Regions from separate parts of the Mus musculus genome. Here all the other regions are linked to region 3. The links are chromatin contacts, called in public Hi-C and promoter capture Hi-C maps. All regions are on one chromosome and are shown on one strand. The core of a region is the stretch at or near the end of the contact, and the rest is flanking DNA. Distances in the headings are between cores, read along the strand shown.

Region 1 (4,389 bases), core at 920-3,419, 340 kb after region 3:
ATGAAAGGGTATTCTGGAACCCTGACGAGGCATTGCAAAGACTTTCTGGAAGAAGTGATATAAAAGCTAGGCCTGAAAATTTGACAAGTATGTGCCCACCTTTTTTCTTTCTTTCTTTCTTTCTTCCTTTCTTTCTTCCTTCCTTCCTTCCTTCCTTTCTTTCTTTCTTTCTTTCTTTCTTTCTTTCTTTCTTTCTTTCTTTCTTTCTTTCATGCAGTTGTTTCTGTCTGGTCATTGTTGTTCACAGATCAAATGGATATGTAATCGTGGCAGCTTTCTGTGACCATCACATAGAAAATAGATCTCTGTTTTCAAGCTGTTTATTTTCCTCAGTGTGCTTCGTGGTGGCTGGTTCCATTTCAACATTTTCCTATGTGCTTGTTATGTGACTTCATTCAGAGTCTGGACTCATTGATTTTTTTTTTTTTTTTTACAGCTGCATCCCTTGGTCCTGCAGCAAAACCTAGCACTTATGGACTTATGGACTGAGCAGCTTGCTAAGAAGAGGACATGTCCAGGATGCAGTGGCCGATCAATCTAAAGATTTCTGGCTTTGAGGCTTGTATGAGGGTAGATGAGGGACTGAGGAGGAGGCAACTGCTATGAACAACCCTCTGGAGAAGCTTGAGAAGAGGGCAGAGGGACAAGTAGGAGTTACAAGGGATGCGTAGCCACAGGGGGTACATCAGTGTCTACTAGGGATAGAATGTTTTAGACTGAGGGTTAGTAGCTCATGGAAACCATGGACAGAAGAAAATATTGGAACTGAATCCTTTTGGGAAGACGGAGGGAGAGGGTTGCAGAGTCCTGGTGAGATCATTTTCCAACAGTGCAAAGTGTTTGCTCTGCATATTCAGAAAGAGAAAGTAGGTGCCAGCTTTCCGTACCTTTGCACTGGGTGGGAGATGTTCAGGAAGATGGGATAGCCTTTGTTGTTCCTGCCACTGTCAGAGGTGGGGGGGTGGGGGGGGAGAGGGAAGATGGAGCCCGAAGAGGTCAAAGGGTAAAGAGAAGAAAGATGACAAGGGACTAGAGGACACAAAACGAAATAAACCAACAACAATCTCCGCTGCAGGGGATGTCACAGCCTCAGGTGGTACCAAGACCTAAAAGAACTAAGATGGAGACATTGAGGATGACTGTGAGGAGAGCAGATGTCGATGCATTACACACATCTCCCTAGAGCTAAGAGAGCCGGACAGCAGAGAGATACAAGTGAGCTCTCTGGTAGGAGAAACACCATGAAACTGCCAATGAGCCGTATGGGTCCCTGTGTACCTTGGTGGGCACAAAGAGTGGCCAAGGGGGAGAAGAAGGATTGTACAAGTACATCACTGTCAGGGTAGAACCAGGCTCAGTGAAGGTGTGTGTGTGTGTGTGTGTGTGTGTGTGTGTGTGTGTGTGTGTGTGTGTGTGTGCGCGCCCGCGCGCGCCCGCGTGCATGTTCTCCTGAGTCTGCTCCTGGAAGTATAGGCTAAAGGGGATGTGGATTAGGGCCACCAAGGACAGAAGATTTTTAGGAATATGAAGCAAGGTTGGCTGGCTTTCAGGCTACCAGGGTCCCTTCTGAAAGTCTGTAGCCACTGTCTTGGCCCACCAGAGTCTCTAGGCTGTTGGCAGAACGCTGTGCCGAGTCCAGGGAAAACAGACATCTGAAAGCATCTGGAGGCAAGGAATCAGCGAACTGCTGCCCAGTCTAGAAGGGCCCAAGTCTTTCTCCTAGGTTGACTTTGGACACAAATCTAGAATCCCCCGGATCGTGCCTCCTTGCTGTGCCATCTCCGTTCCTTGGGGGTTTCCAGGTTTCTTTCTCTGAAGGGCAGGCATTCTTTGCCTGGGACGCATACCCAAGAATGTCTCTTGAAGCATAGATAGTGACAAGAAACTGCAGAACTCCAGATTTTTTTTGGGAGGGGACGGGGGGGGGGGTAGATCTCGGAGGATACAGACGGCCTGGGCGCGCACCACCGCCAGGGGGACGTCTGTAGCCCTGCGGGCGGTCCGGAGCCTGAGTTGGTAGGGTGGGGACCGTGCTCTGCAAGAGGTGGCCCGCCCGCAGGGCGCTGAGGCCTGGCGGGGGCGGGGCGAGACCGGTGGGGGCGGGGGCAGGAGCCCGCCGGGCGGGGCGGGGGTGGGCGCCCTGCTCCCCCTCCCGCCCTCCCTCCTTCCTTTTCTTTCTTTCTTTCTTTCTTTCTTTTTTTTTTCCTGGGCTTCTCGCTCTCTTTCTTTGCCTCGGCAGCTGGCTGAGGGGGCGGGCCTTGCAGTCTTTGTTGCCGGAGGAGCGAGTGCAGCTGCCCGGCGGCTAGAGTCAGGACCCGGACCTTGGGAAGAGTTTAAAGCCAGGCATGTCCTGAGTCGGACCCAGGCCCGGCTGGGACGCAACGGCGTAGACGAAGGAGTGCACAGGGGTCGTCCTGCGGCCACCCCGTCCGGGCCATGCACCGTGGTCCGAGTCTCCTCCTGATCCTGTGCGCTCTGGCGTCCCGCGTCCTCGGACCTGCATCAGGTGGGTGGCTGAGCCTCTGGGACCCGTCTGACCCTGCCACCCTTTCTGCAATCCCAGCCGCTTCTCTGTGCACCCCGCGCAGGACCGGCTTACTCTGAGACTAGGGATCAGCTGGGGTCGTGTTGGCAGCTGAGAGAAGCTGCACCTACCGGGAGCCATCCTTCAGTTGTCCACTCAGCTGGCATCCGGGACTTGCCACTGGAGTGAGCTTGCACTCTCTTCGGGCTTCGGCTTCCCTGCCGCGCGTGCTGCGCTGAGTGCATCTTTCCCAGGAGAGCGCTCCTCCGAGTGGGCTGGACGATTCGCGCGAGACGGCTTCTTACACACTCCTTCGGGGTGACTCTCCTGGAAAGCAAACTAGCCAGGACGCTGCTGGGGACCGCGCCAGGTCGCAGGTCTACCGGGGTCCGCCGCCTCTCCTCCCAGCTAGGCGGACGTGGGGGTCCGAGTCCCCATCGCCTTTGCATTTCCTGTTTCCCCCTCCCCCAAGTGTTCAAGGGAGGGGAATGGGGGAGCCTGAGCTTCTTCCTCCGCCCTGGGTTAACTCTCCCAGCCCCGCCTGGCCGGCCGGCCTCCGACGAGCCTCTGGCCAGCATCCAGGCTCTTGTTTGGCCGCGACCTGCGTTGTAGCGCGCTTCTGGAGAGTCCGGAGCAGCGGGCCTGGGACTGTGAGAGTCAGGGATGTGGAAGACCCCAGAGCCCGTGTTTAGCACGCTCCAGGCCAAATGGGGGCTGGTTATGTATCTGCAGGTGAGGGATTCAAGGGTATGACAGGGGTGACGGGACTGGAGGGATGAATGAACTCTTGAGTGAGTTGGACCAATATGCATGGGGCAGGGGTGACCTCAAGGAAGATCTGCCCTGAGCCTGATTAGGCCATTTGCCATCCTGGTCAAGATACTGTAGCTGTGGGCCTGGATGCCAGGGACATTTAAAGCACCGAGGAGAACAGCATTTTGGGATTAATCTAACAGTAACATTCGAGAAGTCTGGGTGTGTGAGTGTGTGAGTACCTGCTGGGACCTAGCCTTAACACATTCTTATTTCTCAAAATCTGTTATCAGAACTGCAAGGCAACCAACATGTATAAAAAGTTCTTCTATGGGTATGGAAACAGGTTAAAAGATTAGCGTGAACTGTCAGAGGGGGGCAGTGGAAAGAGAAAGCAGAAACATCCCTTGCTCCTGGGCCCTTGGAAGGTGTGTGTGGTCAGGGGAGGTCCACCTTTTAGGGTTTTTTAAGAGGTCCGAAATACTGAAGATCAGTTGCTTATTACTGGGTAGTAACTGCCAAGTAGTGGCCATTATCTTTATTACTCTGTTAGACAAACGCCATAGGATTTCTTTGATGAGTCTTTGATGAGTCCTGCTATTTGGATTTGTTGCCTGGGGTGCCAGCAGGCCAGTCACCCTCTCTTCACTAATCTAGACTCTGCTGCCCACCAGTGTGGAGCATGTGTCTCTGTAATCCCTCTAGATATGTAATATGGGGCCCTCCTGTTTCTGGTCTCAGAATTTCTGACTCCGAGGATGTGGACTTTTTTTTTTTTTTTTTTTTTTTTTTTTTTTCTGAGCATGGGCTCTTGCTACTGAATGGAGCATCAAAGAGCACGGTCTTGGCTCAGGTTTTAGGAGAATTAGGACTAATTTTTTTTCTCAAGGTCTCCTGGGTTGCCCAGCTGGTCCCCCCCCGCCGCCCCCCATTGTATTTTCCTCTGCATTGCTCTGTGAGCCCTGAGTCTATGTACTTCTGCAGGTCATTTGAAGGGCTGGATTGTAATTTAGTGAAGTGAGGTGAAGGTTAGTACAATGTTGGCATTTCTCTGGCAGAAGCTCTGAAGTGGGAGTTGTCACCTAGGGGGTGACAGAGTCTTTATCACAGCA
Region 2 (4,208 bases), core at 266-2,765, 370 kb after region 3:
CCGAGGCCATCAGCGGGTAGCCAGACGGTAAACCGAGGAAGGCACCATTAGAATGCACAGACTGACCCTTGACACACAGACCTCAGTGCCCCACCACAGGCTGCGGTGGAGCCCCCTGCTCCTCGTGCCCTAACGGTGCTAACCCCACCCCTGCACGGTGGCAGGCTGGGGACCCCCTTTCCTTTCAGAAAAGGTATTTTTTTATTCTAACAGTTTGCACATTTGTTATTATTTTACATAAATGAGTATCTACCCTTTCAGAGTGGTTTGGCCTTGTCTTTGGATCTGGAGACTCTCCAATGTGACCCCGCCCTACCCACCTCTTGTCAAATGGCTACTACCCTGTCCCCTGTTGGAAGTCAGAGCAGTCAGCAGCTTCTCTGTTTCTTTGGGGGCAAATCAGCATAACCAGCACAGAGGCCATGAAAAGCAGCCTAATGTAGACACGCAAGGTCTTGAAGGCGGTGGAGGTGGCTTCTAGGGAAGCGGTATCCCCAGAGGGTTACATGGTATGAGCAGGAAGGTCTTTGCAGGAGGTACAGGTTGGCAAGAGATCCAGGGAGTCCTGTTCAATGTCCCTGATCATTCTTCACCTCTGCCTGCTATCTTCCATGAAGGTCCTCAGAGACCTGTGTTTCACAGAAATAGAGGCAGGTGTACTCATGCATCAAGCTGTCCTGTCTCCCATGGGGACTACCTGGGGCATGATAGTAGGTAAGGCTCAGATGTGCTACTTGAGAGCGGCTGGGCATGCAGGTACTTTGAAGAGGATCCTGGTTAGTGATAGGGTATTAATAACTAAGCCTTCCTCCCAGGCTAGGCCCCTGACTGCCCTTTCCTTCTGGCTGTGAGCCATCTTCAGGAGTCTTCTGGATGGCATTATGGGTCCTCCTCCAAGTTTGAGGCCCTGAGGTTCCAGGGGGGCACCTGTCCCATTTTATTTGCCAGAGTGAGGTGCACGTGGAAGCATGAAGGCACTCGGCCACTGAGAACATGGGCACACTGGAAGTCGCTCCCTGAGACTATGAAAGGGCATCAGGGGGGTGGACCCAGTCAGTGTTACGCCTGTCCTGTGACTTGCTCTACCTAGGAGTGGGGAGACTGGAGTGGGGGTTGGCGCTCTCAGGGGTCAAGATGTTCACCCAGCTCTGGGTTCCATATGCTCCTGCCATCTCATCCTGAAGTCAAACAGGTGAGAAGGTCACAGTGGAGGGAAGGGACTGGCCCAGGAGTACATACCTAGGAGGTACAGGCTCAGTATAGCTCTTAAACCTTGAACCCCTACCTCCTATTCTGGGCTCCCGGTACATGGCTCGGTCAAAGTCAGGCAGTCTATCAGGTCACTCAGGAGAGCAAGTCCCTGGTGGCTTGTGTGCGTCCAGGCACTACCATGCTGTGGGTGGAGAAGCTTATTGGATTTGTTGCTTACTTGTGCCTGCAACAGCCCCGTGGGCCCAAAGAGGCCCCAGGGATCCACTCTGAGTAATGGCTTCCTATAACCTTGCCTAATCCACTCCCATGGCAACTCCTCACAAAGATGGGAGCAGAGCCATTTCCTTGCCCAAGACTCGTACACAGCAGGGGCTGGCACTGTGGCGGAGCCCTAGGGTCCGTGACCCAGCTCTGGCCTCTGCCATTACTGTAGTAATGCTGTGTGGCCTTAGGAGCTCCCCTGGCCTTGCTGAATAAATCTGTCTCCCAAAGACCAGCAGCAGTGTAATAGGTCTAGGCCTACACTGAAGAGCCCTGGTTGAACTCCCCTCCCACCCCCCCCTCCCACCGTCGGAAAGACATTTGGTCCTAATCATTCTTGGTTTTTTCCAGAGATGTCTGGGGGAGTCCCTCGTGGCAGCTGGGCCTGAGCTGTCCACACAGACAGGAGGCAAACAAGCCGTGACTCAGGCTGGGCATGCACAGCTGGTGCAAAAGGGTGCCTATCTCCCAAGGGGGGAGGTGTGGGGTGGGTAAACTGTCTGGAAACAGGCAGCATTTCACTTATGACTTCAGCCTCTGCCCATAGTTCACCCATGGTACTCAGGGCAACTGAGGCCTACCAGTGTCAAGAAGGGCACCCTGTCTCCCATTCCAGTGGAACCAAGAGAAGACACATAAGAATCATGAGGCTGGCAAACTGGAGAAGGCCCTCATGTACACCCCATACCACAAGACCACGTAGAGGCTTCTGTCACAAATGACTACACCTACCTTTTGAGGCAGAATGTAATAAAAATTAGTTTATTTCTTCCTTTACAAGTCTACATTTAACTCAAGGATGAGCAGGGAAGCTGCTGTGATATGAAAGGACAGTCATTTGGCAGTGTGCCCTCAAGTCCCCTAGTTGCCCACAGGAGCAGAGCCTCATACATCGGGCTTGCATCTAGCCTCTGTCTTCGAGGACTTTCCTGACCAGCCACCCACCCAGAGGTCGCTGCATCAGGACACCCACTGTACTGAGGGAGAGGGGTTTGTGCGGTAACATAGTGTGGTAACCTGACTGGGTACTGCCCAGAGTACTTCCTGTATCAACAGACCACAGCTAACAAACACCAGAGAAGTACATGCTGACCAGTGACTGCTGTTCGGGTGTTATCACGGCTAGAAGTAGCCCCTGAGGCTACCTGGGTGAGCAGAGGAGAGGGACAGTCAAGGCTAAGAGGAAAAGGTGGCACAAGAGGGACCTGCAATCTGGGAGGCTCGGGTTGATATAAATACATACAGGGGAGTCGTGCACACAAAATAGAACTTGTTATATAAAAGTTGTACAGGATCTAGAAAAACCTTAATATAAAATAGTCTATAAAAATATAAAATGTAGTGAAAATATAAAAGTGTCAACGGTTGGAATATCGGTAGGTCCCACCAGACGGGGCGCCAAGCGCAGGGTGCTCCTCTACTGTGGCACGTGCATTTGGACCCACACGCTGGAGGCTGTGCTTTGGCTTTCTCAGCCCACGAGGCTCACCAGGCAGGAGCCATGCGTTGCATGCTGGGTAAAGGTTCAGATGAAAAGCAGCACGAGGCAGTCCCTGACATGAGGGGTACCTGCCACGGTGGCTGGGAGAAGTCTGGAACCTCAGGAACACTAGAGGAGGGTAAAGACAGTCTCCGTGATGAGGGAATGGGAGAAGATGGCTCAGTCACCGGAGCCTTGCCTCTGGGACAAGCATCTGCCATTTTGTCCCCAAACTGGAAAGAGGGCAAGCCCTCCTTCTCAGCTCTGAAGCCACTGAGTCATTTATCCAGGGATGAGAGCCTCTAAGTGTGCATTTGTGCATTCCCCTTGGGGCCTCTTGAGACTTTTACCTGAGCACTGATGCTAACTGCTTGAGAAACTAATGCCGTCTCTCAGGGAATGGCAGAACAGGACCCCATGCATATTGGAGATTTTCGTTTCCAATCACTGGGCTGGAACCCAGAGTCCCACACACCAGGCACATGTTCTAAGCCATGTCCCCGGCATCACCAGGTGCTTTAAAGACTCCTCCACCAGCATACAGGACAAAAGCAACCCGCCAGTAAATTTACACCAAATGCACATCTGGACTGGCATCTTCTGGTACGAAACTGACATGGCAACTGAGCCCTGGGGCAACCCTACCCTGCGGCACTTCCTAACAGCTGTCCCCAAGGCTGAGAGCCGGCACTTCCAAGGGGGTGGGGCATCTCCCTGCATTTGGTCTCAGGGAGGCTCTGGAATAGCAGTAAGACCACTGTCCAGCTCCAGACAAGCTTCCTGAAGAAACCAGGCCTCAAACCACCATCCTAAAGACACAAGGATGACATTTTTGATACCTGAAGATAGGCAAAGGCCATTGGCTAAATAGAGAGACCAGCTCCTTTTACATGGTAATAAATGAAGCAACTTTTGGAGAAGTTAAGCATAGTCTAGATACTGAAAAATGGACTCAGCCACTCAAGTGCTAGAAAGCAGACAGCAAAAACAGGAAAATGGGTCATGGAAAAAGCGCTTCTCGAAACTGTCTTGCTCCGCTCCTGAGTCTGAGTGTGTTTACACTAAGGATTGTTTCCAATTTTCCCCCAGGTAGTGTAAAGTAGTCCAAGGCTGTTTCCCTTGTGCTCCCATAATACTGTGTAACATGCTTTCTCATGACAGTCACCCATCAGCGATGCGCTGGGACTGAGCAAAAATAACCTTTCTTGTTCAAACCCTCTCTGGGCTTCAAGAAAGAAGTGTTCCAAGTCCCCAG
Region 3 (4,239 bases), core at 1,588-4,087:
AGCAGGTGCTCTCCCCAAGGAAATCGTGAATGTAAAAATACTTCAAAAGCATCTTCCAGTTTCTCTCTCTCTCTTGCTCTACATCTGCTGGGCGCAGCAGACCTGCCTAAAGTAATGGGATCGGAACAAGTAGGGACCAAGGTTCTAAAACTGACAGCTAGTGGGTCATTAATCATGAGACACAAGGGACAGAGCTGAGGGGAAGCCAGAGGAAATTTCCTAGAGAGAAAGGGATGTCACTGGAGAGAGGTCATTAATGACCCAGCTTCTTTCCTTGATAAAACAGGCTCAGAAGGTTAGTCTGGAATTCGCTGGAGGTCCTTTTCATCTTGGCTTAATGATGGGATGGGGTGTGACAGCCATACGGATGTGTTGCTACAATACGTAATTATACATCCAGGGTGATCCGAAGCCAACTTTTAAACTCTAGCTGAAGCCTATTGATTAAAGACGTTTGACACCTGGGGGATGGGGGGGGAAGGTGAGTGCCCTAATTGGACTCTATTGTACTTTGGATGAGGCACTGGGAGTCAGGTGCCTCTCATCTGCAAATACCCTGTGGTTGGGCACAGCACAGAACACTGTGCTCTGTGCTTCAGCTCTGAGTTAACCCTACCTGGGATGGTGTCCCGGCTTCACCCCTTAATGCAGTGGTTCTCAGCCTGTGGGTTATGACCTTTGAGGAATTGAAAGACCCTTTTACAGAGGTCAACTAAGACCACCTGTATATCAAATCTTTATATTCTGATTAATAACAGTAACAAAATTACAGTTATGAAGTAGCAACAAAAAATAATTTTATGGTGGGGGGGGGGGTCACCACAACATGAAGAACTGTTATTAAATGGCCACGGCATTGGGAAGGTTGTCTCTAGAAGTTGCTTGAGCTTTGAGCATCTGTCAATCATTCCCTGGGTCTCTCCCTCACTAAATCGATGGGAGGGTCAAGAAGGCTATCTATAAAGCGCTTACAGGCATGAATGAATTGTATTTAATGGGAATGGAGGTGAAATTCTGCATGTAATAATATCCAAGGAGCAAGTGCAGCTGTATTCAGTACGGCGGGACACGGCTTGAGAGCAGCGGGGAGTGTCTTGTCAATCCACCCTTGCATTCGCTTATTTAATAGGCGTAGGGATTTTCAGTGGCCATGACAGTGAGAATTCACAGAACAGTGGGCATGCTATGCACTCCACGCCTAGATTCTGGATATTTGGACTTCAGTAACACAGTGAAGGAGATGGTGACCATGTCACGGGCAAGTGAGGACCAGCCTCAAACAGTCCAGTGTGGACAGAGGCAGACTTGATGGCCACGGTGGTTAGGGAAGAGAGAGTAACACAGAACCCAGCCATAGTGTTCACTGGTGTGGTAGAGAAAGGGAGAAGTGGGATGGGAGGACCTTGTTCTAGCTGGGAATATAAGATGTCCATGAGATCCTGGCCCTCTCAGACCCCAAGGACAAAGATAAGCATAACATTTGAATGCTTGGTAATTTCTCACGTATCCAGGACACCCTCATACAGAAGACTTGGGGTGGGGATCAGGTAAGTGGTGGGAAGTCACTGGTGCCCCAGTGTTGATAAACTGTTCTGTGGGTGTGGCCCTATGTTATTGTGCAGGGAGGGGGGGCCAGGAGAGCTGCCAGTCTCCAGGCCTTGTAAGGAACAGAGAGGACATGTGGACTTCTGCATGAGTGACTTGCCAAGCCCAGTGACAGATCAAAGCAAGGTGTGGGCCAGGGAATGTCAAGATAAGATCCTGTCACCAGGAAATGAGAAACTGAAGAGGAGAGTTATGGGTTGTCCGAAACTGCTATACAGCCAGAAATTCAGTCCAGAAACTGGGACAAGGACCTCAGTCAGACACCTTGGGGACGTGCTCAGAATGCTCTAGTGGACACACCAGTGGCTCCAACAGTTGGGCATGATGTCTCCTGAGGTGCTGAGTGCCCCTCGTCAGTCCTGTGAGTGCCACATGGGCCAGCTGCAAATCACAATTAAAAGCCCAGCGATTCCGTGGTGTCTGGGAGAGGACTAGACATTGTCTTCAGTGAAGGTGTGTGCTCTCCTGTAACAACACCTTTGCAGCCATGTCTCTGTAAGCAACACTAACAAAACTCAGTAGTTCCTCTTTGTAAAGAAGACATGAATGTAACATTGTGGGGCCTAGCTGGGGTGGGAGGAAGGCTCAGCAGGAGAGGCAAAGTGACAGGAAAGGGTAATGGAGGTGACTAGGAGTAAAATACGTGCTATATATGTAAGAGACTGTCATAATAAAACCCATTATCATGCCTAAGTAACATATGCTAAATTTTTTAAAAAACTACATAGTAAAACTTAGAGGAAAATATGCCACACACAGATATACACATGCATTCATACATACATATATAAATATATACACATATACATATATACACAATACATAAATGCACACACATAGATACATACACCCACATATATGCAAACACATAAGCAAATATACACACACACAAATATATACACATATATACTCACATGGACACGCACACAGCCCCACCATCAACACCTTTTCTGGTATGCGATAAGTCACTCTCCAGTTCCAAGACTCAGTTTCTGTAAGTACATGGTGATAACAGGCCTACTTCCCAGAGCTATTGTGAGAATCAAGTGAACTAACCGTGGTGACTTAGCCTCCCTCTTCCACCTCTACTCATGATTTGCAAAAAGGAGACAGAACCGGTCACCGATTCCGTGGCAGTGTGAAACTGACTAGAAACTGAAGCCAGCCATCATCCATCCTTGTAGCTTAACAGAGCCCGCCAGGACTGCCTGTTGTCAGTTCCTGTCTTTGGAGTTCCCAGGGATCACGTTGGGATTACAGGACAGGAAAACCAGCAGGCAGAGGTATACAGAGCTGAGACCATTTGCCCTGGTTGTCAGTTCTGATCTAGGGGACTTGGCTTTTTTTGTTGTTTGTTTGTTTGTTTGTTTGTTGTTTTCTTCATTTTTCTTTGGCTTTTAAAGCACGTCTACTCAGTATTGGTGACCAAAAAGGAGCCCGATGTGAGCGTTCTGAAGGTAAGGCCTCTCCCCTGAAGCTTTATCACTAATGCACTCAAAGCGGCAAAGCCACCTCAAGAAACGCAGACAAAACACTGGACCTTTGTCTCCTACAACTGCTGGTCTGCACAAATGCTCCCTAGACCTCAGGGGATTTCACAGACCTCCTAGATGCCAGGTTGAAGGCTGACAGTGCCCATCCCCCATCACTGCAGTTATGTAAGCCTGCTTCCGGTAAAAGGCCCTGGCGAAAATCACACGCAGTTAGTGGCATCGCCAAGGGAACATTGTCCATCATGTCTCTTTGGGCCTCCTGATGCTCCACTCGATGTGAGAATATGAGGATCAATCAAGAGAAGAGACTAACCTCGAGACAGAGCACTAAATCGAGCAGAAAACAGGAAGGCCTGTCTTGGGCCTCCATTTGCGTAAACCTACAGACGCCATCAACTCCTCCAACAGCCAAGGCCTTTTCTGACCACAAGGGGGCGCCCGCATCATGCTTTAATATAGTACGTGCTTGGGATGTTGAGAGCGTGGAAGACTGCAGTCTCAAAATACAGATAGGGAAACTGAGGCCAGGAGAAAGCAAAGGGTTCCTAAGTCATTCTGGGTAATTTTCTTCTCTGTGATCTTCACTCCCATTAAATTGAGTCATGGCTTCCACCAAGGAATACGTTTTACGGATATTCCTCCGACACCCGGATGAAGAATGCTACTTGCAGACCGCCCCACAAGAGGGAGCACCTGTGAGCCTCTGAGCCCTATACCCACCACGAGCCTTAGACAGAATGAGCTTCGTACAAGATTTTGATCCAGGGATTCTGGCTGGGATGTGGAAATTGCTAGTCTAGGTAGTCTCAGAGGAGACCCACCATCCAGAAGCTTCCCAGATCTAATCCAGAAATGTCTGCAGCTTCCAACATCTAGAGAAGCCTCCGTGAAAAATTCTGCAGGCAACAAGGGTTAAAACCAAGTCGTTCACTTCAGACAGTACTGTCACAAGGCCAAGACAGTCATCAGGGATTGTCACTCAGAGTAACGCTGCTATTTACTCTGCTTGTCCCAATTATCCATCACTGTTTACAAGTAAAGAAAATGACTGTGATGTCGACTCTGACAACCTAGAATGAGCTGGGAAGAAGGTTTTAATGAGGAATTATTTAGATTAGGTTGGCCTGGGGCTATGAAGGAG

What was found. Promoter capture Hi-C pulls out the DNA fragments that hold promoters and counts their contacts. A called contact is a pair of places that touch in the nucleus more often than the background predicts.
Region 1: a contact with region 3 is called in a promoter capture Hi-C map of stem cell-derived epiblast-like cells, with 5 times the contacts expected there. The contact joins the promoter of Adamts7 here to the promoter of 4930524O08Rik in region 3. A contact is called at or near these places in 10 of 39 promoter capture datasets (the 3T3-L1 cell line, cranial neural crest, embryonic stem cells and 6 more) and 4 of 115 datasets of contacts at active chromatin or transcription factors (bone marrow-derived macrophages, embryonic stem cells, pancreatic cancer cells and 1 more).
Region 2: a contact with region 3 is called in a Hi-C map of muscle stem cells, with 4 times the contacts expected there. The contact joins the enhancer-like site here to the promoter of 4930524O08Rik in region 3. A contact is called at or near these places in 3 of 484 Hi-C or Micro-C datasets (embryonic stem cells, muscle stem cells and pre-B cells) and 1 of 9 other capture datasets (adipose tissue).

The regions. Positions count from the first base shown.
Region 1 is chr9:90,160,809-90,165,197 of GRCm38.p6, forward strand. Adamts7 (a disintegrin-like and metallopeptidase (reprolysin type) with thrombospondin type 1 motif, 7) reads left to right here and starts at 2,170. Exons shown (of 24, transcript NM_001326351.1): 1 at 2,170-2,506. The coding sequence starts at 2,437.
Region 2 is chr9:90,199,841-90,204,048 of GRCm38.p6, forward strand. It overlaps Tbc1d2b (TBC1 domain family, member 2B), which reads right to left. Exons shown (of 13, transcript NM_194334.2): 13 at 2,207-4,208. It overlaps Adamts7 (a disintegrin-like and metallopeptidase (reprolysin type) with thrombospondin type 1 motif, 7), which reads left to right. Exons shown (of 24, transcript NM_001326351.1): 24 at 1-262. The coding sequence ends at 31. Among named protein-coding and RNA genes, the nearest start is that of Adamts7, 39 kb to the left of the region's middle. Within about 2 kb of position 1,516, at least 46 of the 459 cell types and tissues checked have an H3K27ac peak or open chromatin away from gene starts, as enhancers often do. A contact at or near this core is called in adipose tissue and muscle stem cells, where this site is marked.
Region 3 is chr9:89,823,682-89,827,920 of GRCm38.p6, forward strand. 4930524O08Rik (RIKEN cDNA 4930524O08 gene) reads left to right here and starts at 2,838. Exons shown (of 6, transcript NR_040735.1): 1 at 2,838-3,556.